3 separate regions of the Zea mays genome follow, and all the other regions are linked to region 3. A link is a contact called in public Hi-C data. All regions are on one chromosome and are shown on one strand. The core of a region is the stretch at or near the end of the contact, and the rest is flanking DNA. Distances in the headings are between cores, read along the strand shown.

Region 1 (4,030 bases), core at 779-3,278, 190 kb after region 3:
TTAACCTGTCACACACATAGCAAGCAACTCTAAGGGTTGATGAAAGGCGATGTAAAGACCGATTAGAACGATCCATTCTGTTATTGTACTTGGTTGAGGTCCTAAATTTCTGGCAAAGAATCTGGTTCCGCACGTTAGCACCATCATCATATATACTCCCGTAGTCTGGTATATGAACGCAACACAGAGCTGACAGCCTAACAGCCGTAGCCAGCACAAAAATACTAGTGCTGTGAAGCGCCATACGCAAACAGTAGAAGCGTGCTAGAACTAGAATTGAACTTGCCTGCTTGCGGGTGGCAGGAAAACTCAACCGGGCCTCTATATATGACTCCAGCTGTTCCCAGTATTCCCACCCAAACCCAAGAAAGGCAGCTAGGCCTGCACAAAATAAACCGAAATCAAATCGGAACCGAAATGGAATTGATCATTAGTAATTTGGGTTCCATGTTTTAAAAAAACCGAAATAACTAAATTAATTTCGGTTCTATACCTGAGAGAACCAAATTAACTGAGAAAACGAAATATAATAGAACCATAATTAGACCAATAGAATTTTAGCCTTGTTCCAATATAGTCTTTCCAAATACTAAGTATACAAGCACACAATTCCTCCAAAACAATCCATCCCAACTCCAATTCTTCGTTTGGTCATCTACGCACTTTTGCTAAAGCTCTAATGGTTAGTTAAAACTCAAATCCCTTTGGAATCACTGTCTTTTCCTGGATTGAGCGATCTCATGGGGTGTCATTTAAATAAGACATTTAGGTAGCGTTTGGTTCCAGAGCCCGTTGGAATAGAACGGCTCTGTACGAGGATTTTTGGGAGCCAAATGGTTCACCATTTTAGCATAACTTTCCATTTTCAGAACCACTCCTTTTTATATGGAATCAATCCAAACAACAACAAAAATGGAGTAAAGCGGCTCCATTCCACCATACTTCGGAACCAAACGATACCTTAGTTATTTATAGAAGACCTTTTTTCCACTGGGTTTAGCTCTCTTTACTTGCAAACTAGCCCTAAAATTATGTTGTTTTGCTATTTTTTTGGTGAACTTTGTCTGTTCGGTGAGAACCGAAAGAACCAAAACCGTGATTTTTGGTTCCACCCATCCTAGATATATATATTTTAGTTCTAGTTTTCTGTAGACTGAATTCTCTAAAAATCCAAGGAACTGAATCAAATGGAACACCTAACCTAAAGATATATCTCCAGCGACCTCTCTATTCCACCCTTGTCTCGCTCTATATATATATTTCAAACTATACAATGTAAAACAATTTTTCCTCGAAACGCAGAGTAGGCCAGGCCTCAAACCAAACGGGTGGGACCCATTTCAATACTCCTCCCGTTCTTAATTCGCATCAGTTTTTAATTACTCCACCCCGCCTACCGCTCCTCCGCCCCGTCGTCCCCCACTTCCGACGCGCAAAGGCAAAAAGCGCAGCGCAGCAACGCAGACCCAGGGAGCGAGAGCGAGGTCTCCGGTCAGACTGGCCGCAGCGCCGCACGCTACGGCGCGCGCTCGCTTGCATGCCGGCTACAGCGCACGCGCTATCGCCCGCAGCGCAGCACGCTATCGCGCACTCCACCGCGCGGGACTCTTCTCTCTCCCCTCAGCTGCAGCGCGCGCGCGCTCCCCCCTACCACTATTCCTGTGGGCCCGCCTTCAATTAATAGTAGAAGAAAATTGATAGTAGATGAAAAGTAGGTATAGAAAATGATATTTTATATTGTAGTGGGATATAGGGGGAGTATTTAGGGGAAACCACTGCGGGAGATGAAAAAGTTGGAGATACACTATTGATGATGTGACCCAGAAAAGTGATATAGGGGGGAAAAATTTAGAGGGAACCGCTGCGGATAGCCTCATACCCTGCTGCCGCCTGTCTCGGTCCACTCTCATCAGAGAGCGAGCGAGAGGGCGGGAGTTAAGGGTGGAAAGGAATTAATGGCGCCATCCAGCCCAGCCAGGAGGAACAAGCGGATGCCTTTGATCGATTCCACTGCACCACGCTTCTCTCCATTTCTTTCTGGCGAGAGAGAGCGAGACAGCGAGCGGGCGCCTCCCTCCTGAGCTGTAGTGTGCTGCTCCGTTTGGACCAGCGAGATTACTGCCGCGTATTGTACCTCCCTCCGCTACCACCACCACCACCACCTGCGTAGCAGCGAGGTTATGTAGCGCCTCGGAGGAGGAGCTAGCTGTAGCTAGACACCTCGTGGTACTAGTACTAGTAGAGCCGCCCGCTATATACCGCTAGGCCACTGGAGTAGCTTGCCAGGTCCAAGCAGCCAGCCCTCCCGGCCCGGATTGCGCTCGAAGCAAGCGGCCGCCCGAGGCGAGGCGTGCGCGCGCCGCGATGGACTTCGGCGACGACGTCATGGACGGCGGCTCCGACGCGCAGCGCCGCAAGAAGAGATACCACCGCCACACTCCGCGCCAGATTCAGCAGCTCGAGGCGTACGTGCACCCTGCTGGCCGGCAGGCCTGCGCCGATTTCCCCCTCCCTTCCGTCCTTATCTACTGGCTGGTTTGGTTAGCTAGCTGTACGTGTTTGCTCGTTTTGGCTGCTCTGCTCAAATGGCGGCGGCGTCTGTCTTGTCTGTGCCTGTGCGCGCCCGCAGGATGTTCAAGGAGTGCCCGCACCCGGACGAGAACCAGCGGATGCAGCTGAGCAGGGAGCTGGGGCTGGAGCCCCGGCAGATCAAGTTCTGGTTCCAGAACCGCCGGACGCAGATGAAGGTACAGTAAACCCGTCGTCCCGTGGCTGGCATCCTTCTCACGTTTCTTCATTATCTCCGTTGGTGTTGTCCTTCATTGGATTATTCGTGCTCCTGTTTGAATGACCGCCATTAACTTTGGTGTCGATTGTTTGTTTGGCCGCTGGATGGGGGGCGTACTACTGCAGGCGCAGCACGAGCGCCAGGACAACTGTTTCCTGCGCGCGGAGAACGACAAGATCCGGTGCGAGAACATCGCCATGCAGGAGGCGCTCCGGAACGTCATCTGCCCCACCTGCGGCGGCCCGCCCGTCGCCGACGACCATTTTGACGAGCAGAAGCTGCGCATGGAGAACGCGCGACTCAAAGAAGAGGCAAGCCGTTTCGCGTTCACCATTGCGCTTGCGCCCGGTCCGGCCTCTCTCGACGGGCCCGCCATTTTACCGCGCTCTAGTTTCACATTCACAAGCGGCGACGTGGCACGCGTTTCATGTGTGATGTGATGTGCAGCTTGACCGGGTGTCCAGCCTGACGTCCAAGTACCTGGGGCGGCCCATCACGCAGCTGCCGTCGGCGCAGGCGCTGTCCATGTCGTCGCTGGACCTGTCCGTCGGCGGGCTCGGCGGCCCGTCGCTGGACCTCGACCTCCTCAGCGGCGGCTCCTCGGGGTATCCCCCGTTCCACCTCCTCCCGATGGCGGTGTCGGAGATGGAGCGGCCCATGATGGCCGAGATGGCGACGCGCGCCATGGACGAGCTCATCAGGATGGCGCAGGCCGGCGAGCACCTGTGGGTCAAGACGGGCGGCCGCGAGGTGCTCAATGTCGACACGTACGACAGCATCTTCGCCAAGCCCGACGGCTCGTTCCGCGGCCCGGACGTGCACGTCGAGGGCTCCCGCGAGACGGGGCTCGTCTTCATGAGCGCCATCGGCCTCGTCGACATGTTCATGGACTCGGTAAAGTTCAGGGCTGCAATTAATAGGAGTAAAATATATATAGCACTATTTACATACGGTTCGCACCTACCACCACGTCGTCGTAAATCGTGACGTGCACGGTCGTCATTGTTCTTGCAGAGCAAGTGGACGGAGCTCTTCCCTGCCATCGTGTCCAAAGCGCGCACGGTCGACGTCCTCGTGAACGGCATGGGCGGGCGGAGCGAGTCTTTGCTTCTGGTAGAACAGCTGATCCATCCCTCGTGTCGCGCTCGCACGGGCCGTCGTCTGCCTTGATCTCACCGCTGGTTCTTCGTGCATGTTCGTGTTGTGGCGCGGCGCGTGCAGATGTACGAGGAGCTGCACGTG
Region 2 (4,005 bases), core at 1,183-3,682, 250 kb after region 3:
CGACTCACCTTGAAAGTGTTTGTGGGTTCGTACAACCCAAGGCAAAAGGGATCACAACTCATGGGTAAAGTGTGCAGCCTCTACAAAGTGTTATGAAACTGATATATCAGTCGTGCTCACGATTAAGAGTGGCCTTGGGAGCTCCATTGGTTAGAGATACAGATTGCTCGAGATACAATGATTCTATTTATGGATTGGTTACGATGATGATAATGTTTTCCCCGATGAGGAATGATTCACGAGTTGGTTATTGCTAAAACTTAGCTTCTACTACTAATAAATACCTGACGAACTAAAAGCAATTGCTTTGAGCCTAACCCCACATAAAGCTAGTCCACCTTAGTCAAACGGGACATTGTTGAGCTTGTTGATGTGCACTCACCCTTGCTTTCACAAACACCAGGTGCCTTTGGTGCAACCTATGCTCAGGTAAAGAAGAAGAAGAAGGCGTCGAGGCGGATCTCTAGGAGTTATAGTATTTTGACGAGTTTGAGGATTAGGCTAGCGACCTCCCCAGTTAGTTGCCTGTGGTGGGTTTATTTACGTTGGCTACATTTATATCATGTGCACTTTGATATATATTATGTTAATGAGACTTAAGTCTGTAATAATTTTACTTACTCTTTGTGATTATTCGAAGCATTGTGCTATGATGAGTCATTTATGTAATCACTGTATATGTGAGTTCTGATCATGACACGTACATGGTTCGCATTCGGTTTGTGTTGGGGAATTGTTCTCAAATGCTATGAGTTAAGAACAAGTCAACACAGAATGTTAAAGGTTAATGCCCTTCGTCTTTCGAAGCATTATCTCCTTTAGGATATAATGATCTTCAGACGAAGTAATGATGACAGATGAGGTTATCTCCGACATAATGATCCTTATGAATCACACGTCGAGGGATACTGGAACGTCTACGCCTATGACGTGCAGCCTCAATGGAGACGGTAAGAAGGGTGGCAAGTATAAGTGTGTTGTCGTCACTATCACTCGAATCAGAATCATCGTCCCTACGCAAAGGCGACATAACGCACAAAGGCTTGTTAGCTTGAGTTGAGGAGCAGGATGTGCACATAAATGGGAAGAGCATGTACGTATATATATGCGAGATGGAGGTAGCTTGTGTCGCTAGCTCGTGTCTTGCACTGGAAGCCTGATGTGTCTTGCTGTATACGGTTGTCGACCGGGTGCTTGCAAGGAAAGCTTGGTCGGATATTCATGTCATAGTTCAATCGTGCAGAAATATTCGGTGCACAACAAATTCGTAAACATATAAATGTACACAATGTTTAAGAAAAATCTGGACGACCCAAAATAATTAAGTAGTTATTCAATTTCGAAATTACATTAAACTTAATTTGAGGCATTATGGTCTGCACAATTTTTAATGGACATTTAATTTGTACTTAGGATTTTTTTTTAAAATGAACATGTCACGTGTAGAAAAAAGAATGGAAAAATAAGTTGGTTATGGTAGTTGGATTGATACATATATTTTATGTGTAAAGGGATATATAGGGAAATTTAGACTGTCCACACGAGTTGCCGCTCTGGCTCCCTCTCCCCTTGTATGCCAGCTGCAAGAGACCCCCACACGCGCATCGCTTGTCCCTGTAGAGCCCCCTAGTGAGCGGAGCGCTTCTCTCTCCCTCCATTCTTGGCGTGTCACTGTTCACGCGCACTAACACTGTTTGATATTGTAGCTGTGGGCCCGCGATTGATTGTCAGTAGATGAAAAATTGATAGTGAATGAAAAGTAGGTATAGAAAATGATATTTTATGGTTGTAGTGGGGTATAGAGAAAGATTTAGGGAGAATCGCTGCGGGAGATGAAAAGCAGGGGATGTAATGTTGATGATGTAACCAAAAAAATGATATAGGGAGAAAAATTTAGGAAAACCGCTGCAGATAGCCTTATAGGAAGAACCATTGCACAAAGAGTGAATATAGGAGAGAATCTTATTAATGTGACTGCATAAGAGCAACTCCAAAAGAAAATGGAAAAAAATTCCTTAAAAACTGATTATGAGGGACATACACAAACATTTACAGGTGTGAAACAAGGTGATCCTCCAACAATTCCCTCAAAATAAAAAACTAAAAACCAAACTAGGCCAAATTTTAAAAATTGCTGGGCCATTTCGCCTAAATTGCTGGTCCATTTCATTTCATGCATGTCGCTGGCACTTTTATTTGTGTTGCATGTCGCACAGACTCGCCCGTTGCGCAGGATTGGGGGAGAAATCTATTCACTCATATTTGCGGGATGCTTAGCTTCGTTTCTGGGACGCGGAAAATTATGGACAGTTATTGGAGTTCTGTTGGAGTAATAAAAACTGAGTTTCACCTTTAAACAAAAGTTTTGGGAGCTTTTGAGTCGTTACTTGGAAATGCTCTAATAGCATTTAGGGATAAAAATTTACAGGAAACGCTGCGCACAGTCTCATTGCTTATTCCCCCGCCACCCCCGCCCAAAAAAGAAAAAGAAAAAAAACACCCTCCCTTCTCCTTGCTTGTCAGCTCGCACCCATGGAACCCTCGTCGCCGGCCACCACGGCCACCTTCCCTGCTGCCGTAGAAGAACATGAGACGTACCCTCCCATGGTGTCATCCTCTCTATTCCCACTTTTCCCCTTCGCCGCCTCCACCTCCTCTGCTCCCCCCGCCGAATCCCAATGGCTTTCAAACCCTAGCTTCTCCTTCGATGCCTCCTCCCTGAACATCCCGGCTACCACCTCATCGTCGCTCCCGTCGCCGCAGAGCCACTCGTCCGATGAGGACACGCCGCTGCAGGCCGCTCCTGCGAAATACGAGCTGGTGCCTTCTTCGCCGTCCTCCGACGAGGAGAGGGGGTCGCGGAGGAAGAGAAGTGGGAGGAGGAAACGGAAGCGCGAGAAGGAGCGCTATGATGGGGCAGCGACATCGCGGAAGGCTGGGATTCGTGCCTGGGCTGGATTGGAGACGAAGCCAGCCAAGGATTACTATGTCGACGCGAAGGGCGACCATGATAACCTGGCTTTTGGATCCCTCTACAGGTCTGATCATGAAGTATTTGATGTAGCATGCCAATCCAATTGCTCGTAGTAAATCTATGTTGCTGCATTCATGTTTAATAATTTTGCTGTGCTATTAGTTTGTTGAAGTTGTTTATTCGTAGCGTGATGACTTGTGCAGAAATTTTAGTGTGAATCAAAGGTCTCAGCATCAGTATTATTTCAAAATGTCACACTAAGCAGAGACCTGCTCCAGGCTAACCAAGTTGTCTGAAATCCTAGGCCTAGTTATTTGTACACAAGATTCTAAAATATTCTCCACTAAACCCAGAATATATGTTGCTAAATGCAGGGTTGGATTAGCATTTTGAATATATTTATGTGTTAACCATGGTTCATTCTATGCAACCTTTGCCCATTCTGTACTTGTATTTGATACATCTAGAATGTTCTAATATCAGACTATTCCAAAGGCTAGTGAATCAACATAATAGTATGATGCACCGTGTCTTGATCGTCGGTAACACTACAACATGTTTATATGAAGTAACTGAGCTTCAAATTGTACCACAGCACAATATTATACGAATACTGTAAACTATGTTTAAATTACTCCCTCCAAGCAAATACTTGAGGTTTTGGGCAATGGCACAGACTCCATACATAGCTTTCACCACTATTTTCTATTAAAGTATAAATGGACTTGTAAAAAAAATTTGATCTTCAAAAGTTTGAACTAGATACTTAAAAGTTATTTGTAGTCAACGTTTTGAAACTTTGATTCAAACCTTCTCAAAACATCGAGTATGGGCAAACTATAGGGAGTACTGCAACAATTGATTTGACCAACCTTAACACTAATGTATAATTAGCTATTGTTTTCTATAGATGTCAGAAAATAGCATAAATTTAGCTACTGACATAGTGACATTTCAGTTTTTTATATAGACCTGCTACTTTCTATCTCCAACTAATGCACTGAATTCTCATTTCTAGTCTATTTTAACAC
Region 3 (3,675 bases), core at 429-2,928:
GGCAAAGCTCCAGCTCCTGCTTCTTTAGCTCTAGATCTTGATCCTCGTGAGGAGCTGATCCTCCTGATTCTCCTAGAGAATCAGAATCATTTTTAAAACCGTTTGGCAAGTAAACTGATTCTTGTCTGCTGAGAGTTGGTAGTCTGTGACAATTGTCTGTTGTACCCTTTGCAGTTCAACTTTGTTACAAACCAATAAGTAGGATGCATATACGGAAAAAAATTATGAAACAATAACATATAAAATATTCCCATCATAGTAGTGCATAAAATGGTCTCAAATGTTTAATCCATAAATTGGCTCGTTATGTTTTTGTCCAATAGCAATTGCGGGTAATTTCGATCAAACTTTAAGTGGAAGTCCATATTTGGTTGGTTGAGGAGCTGTTTTAAGGGAAGGTGGAGCAGGTTTTTCTAGATCCCACATTTCTTCACAAAAACGACTCCCAATCTTTTAGTTCCACACGAGAATCAGTTTAAAAAAATACCCGTTTGGCACGGCTCCTCCAGATTCTCGCTTAGAATCAGGAGCTGGAGCTGTGCCAAACGGGCCCTAAGTTTGACAATAATATTTGTGGGAATGCATAGAAGCATATGAGAAGGTTAAGATTACTTTTGACAACAATACTTTATTGATTTATTTACTTAATTATCTTTTTTGCGATAAACTATATATACTTAACTAAACATAAACCATTTAAATATTTTGTTTGGATGGAGTAGCTAAAAAGGTGGATGAATTAGAGCTACAACGTTCCCGTTTTCTTAAGGATTTTACATAATCCGTTCGTGCAAATCTTACCGCGATCGTGATCATGACTGCAGAAAAAAGAATCAAGTGGCTTACCGAGGTCCGGACTGGCATGTTAGTACTGTTTTGGTCTCTGCTGCGAAAAGGAGGAAATGATTGAGCCCTAGGCCCTAGCTTTGCATTCTCCACATGGCGTATCCTTGGTCAAATCCAAAAGCATATCCGGCGTGTACCACGGGGATATGCCGACACTGCCGCTGCCAGATTGGGCTGGATCAGAGGTGAAGAACAAATGCCTTGCTGGATCGATGGGCCGTAGGCCACATAATCAATCCGTTTCCTACTACGGGCAACGCGGGCCCAAATAAATCACGCTGGTCCATTACTGGAGAAAGCACAGCACAGCACAGCACAGCCCAATAAAGTATCGACCCGCTGCAGGTGGGGAAGGAGGAGCGAATTTCATTAGGCCTTGTGTCGGATTGTACCCGGAATCGTTCCAACTAATAAAAATTTATATAAATTAGAGAAACAATCCGGTCAAGAATTGTTCTGATCCACCGATCCGACGCAAACGAACAATCCCTCAGTCAATCACGCCCGACGGAGACGGAAGCCTCAGTCAATCACGCCCGACGGAGACGGAGGAGTCGCGGAGGAGGACTGAGACGCGGACGGGAACATCGCCGCCGAGGTCTAACTCCAAGTGCGCCGGACGGGAGTGGACGAGGAGGAGGTGACTGGTGAGCGATTTGGGGTGGGCGGTGACGGGCGTCGCAGGTGCGCCTCACATGGTGCGCGATGGCGAAATGGGACGCTCCTGTCCGTTTGATCTGGGAGAATCGATCCGTCCCGTTTCTGGTGAGCGTATTCTCCTTTGGACGAACCCACGCCTTCAAATCACCTCTGCCGTCCCGTCACAACCTTCAAATCAAACTCACCTCTGCCGCCTGCCTCCTATCTTGAAGACGACGGGGAAGCGGTCATGGCGACGGCGGAGAACAAGAGGCCCAGGCTCAGCAGTGGAGCAGAGAAGAAGCCAAGTAGGAAGGAGGTCCTTCTCTTTTCTCTCCTGCGTCGACTTCCTTGTCTTCCTTTACCCCCATTGATAATGCATACTTGCGCCATTGGTTAATGCATATTTGCGCTTGCTATTGTGTATGGCCACAAAAAATCTACTAGTAGTGCTTATGGGCAGAACAGAAAAGCTCTCGTAGGTTTCTAATACTCATTTGTTCCGTTATACTGAGAGGCCTCTGCAGGATTTTATCTGGGGTACTACACTCATTCAGTGTTCGACAATGGGCCGAGAAGTGAGATAGCTGGAAATCGCTGCAAGTTCTTGAGGTCCCCAGGCTGGATAAATTTTCTGCATACGATCAAATAGTTCATTGGATGAAATGTAGGCTGTAGGGATAACTTTAACACACCCATTGACGCATCAACCAGGTTTACATGTTGTCCTGCTGAACTTGTGTCAATCATCTTTTGGTGTTGTTCTCTGCTTGGTGTTTGAATCTGTTTTTAAACAAAACTAATAGAGGTGCATAGGTATATTGGGGGCTCACACAGATAATTCTATTCTCGTGTGTAGATTTTGGAAAGGAAGAAGGCCACATATGAGCTTATAAGAAAAGCTGTAGCTGTGAAGGACCATCTAGCTCAATTATCTGATTTCCATAAATATCAGAGAAATGGTAACCTACATTGTCACATTATCACCCAAAACATCTAACGTTTTCCATGATTGAAACAAAATTTATCTTTAGAAGTCATGGAAGCAAATTCGATTGCAAAACCAGTCATTTGCAGTTGCAATTCAGCACAGTACTTGTTGCTTTTCAGTCTAGTGTGTGTTCTGTTGTTCTGGATGCTGAGTGATTCACATCAATCTTTTTTTTCCTGACTGGTCTTTCAGTGTACCTAGAGTCTGGAAGTGGTCATCAACTGAGAAAACCAATGAGGAAGTACATCCAAAATCTTCTTAAGGTTAGATGCATTTTATTGCACTGCATCCTGTTGTTAGCGCAGCATATTGCAAATCTGATGTGACTTGACAAATTTTAGGTTAACATGGAGGAACCTTATGGACCAGAATGGCTTTTAGAAGAGAAAGTTAAGCGTCGGGAGATGGTGGTCCCAGAAGCACGATATATATTTGTGAAGCAATATTCTAATGGGTTTATTACTGAAAGTTCCATGAAGGAAACGGAGGTGGAACATATGTGTGCAGTGTGTCCTGAAAGCTGCTTGCTTGGTTTTGTACACTATAGATTTGTTGTGGAAGAGGAGCTTCCTGTTCTTTATGTGTATGAGCTACAAATGGAGCCTTCTGCTCAGGGTAAGGGGCTGGGGAAGTTTATGATGCAGTTGATTGAACAGATCGCTTGCAAGGTAATGTGATCTGTTCACCATCCTAACTATTAATATCTTCTGAATATTTTCTTGATATGAACTGTTACTGCACTTTTTTTCTTTCCACTTCTTATGTTTTTAGTTCAATCACTGTCCTCATTAAGAATGACCGATCCAAAGTATTTATATAAACACGCAGAACCAAATGGGAGCTGTGATGCTAACAGTTCAGAAAGCTAACACTCAAGCGATGGCTTTCTATACCAAGTTGAGGTATGTACACTATGGGCTTGTTTGGTTTGAAGACTGAGAAACCTGCCTTGCCCAGGCAGCAATCCCGGGCGTCCGATTTTGGATGCCTGGGGCTGGATTGAGCTGCCTGGCCAGCGCTCCCAGGCCAGGGCGGCAACCAAACACACCCTATATATATACCTTTTGGCTGCTTAATGTTTTGGGTACTGCTCTGCTTTTATTCTAATTCTTTCACTCTTTCAGATATGTGATATCTAGTACCTCGCCATCGCGAGTGGACCCTCAGGTATTATTCAACATTCCAACCAACTGTATCAC

Evidence for each region. A called contact is a pair of places that touch in the nucleus more often than the background predicts.
Region 1: a Hi-C map of ear shows a contact between it and region 3, with 2.4 times the contacts expected there. The contact joins the promoter of LOC100502181 here to the promoter of LOC100283323 in region 3. A contact is called at or near these places in 3 of 25 Hi-C or Micro-C datasets (ear, leaf and leaf mesophyll).
Region 2: a contact with region 3 is called in a Hi-C map of ear, with 2.2 times the contacts expected there. The contact joins the promoter of LOC100274011 here to the promoter of LOC100283323 in region 3. A contact is called at or near these places in 4 of 25 Hi-C or Micro-C datasets (ear, leaf and tassel).

What each region holds. Positions count from the first base shown.
Region 1 is chr5:219,503,319-219,507,348 of Zm-B73-REFERENCE-NAM-5.0, forward strand. It overlaps LOC100502181, which reads left to right and starts at 2,029. Exons shown (of 10, transcript NM_001323626.1): 1 at 2,029-2,465; 2 at 2,630-2,747; 3 at 2,914-3,099; 4 at 3,236-3,682; 5 at 3,803-3,901; 6 at 4,010-4,030. The coding sequence starts at 2,365.
Region 2 is chr5:219,561,448-219,565,452 of Zm-B73-REFERENCE-NAM-5.0, forward strand. It overlaps LOC100274011, which reads left to right and starts at 2,433. Exons shown (of 14, transcript XM_023302428.2): 1 at 2,433-3,038. The coding sequence starts at 2,533.
Region 3 is chr5:219,308,834-219,312,508 of Zm-B73-REFERENCE-NAM-5.0, forward strand. It overlaps LOC100283323 (N-acetyltransferase), which reads left to right and starts at 1,679. Exons shown (of 8, transcript NM_001156225.1): 1 at 1,679-1,804; 2 at 2,345-2,447; 3 at 2,669-2,739; 4 at 2,818-3,144; 5 at 3,305-3,378; 6 at 3,601-3,643. The coding sequence starts at 1,736.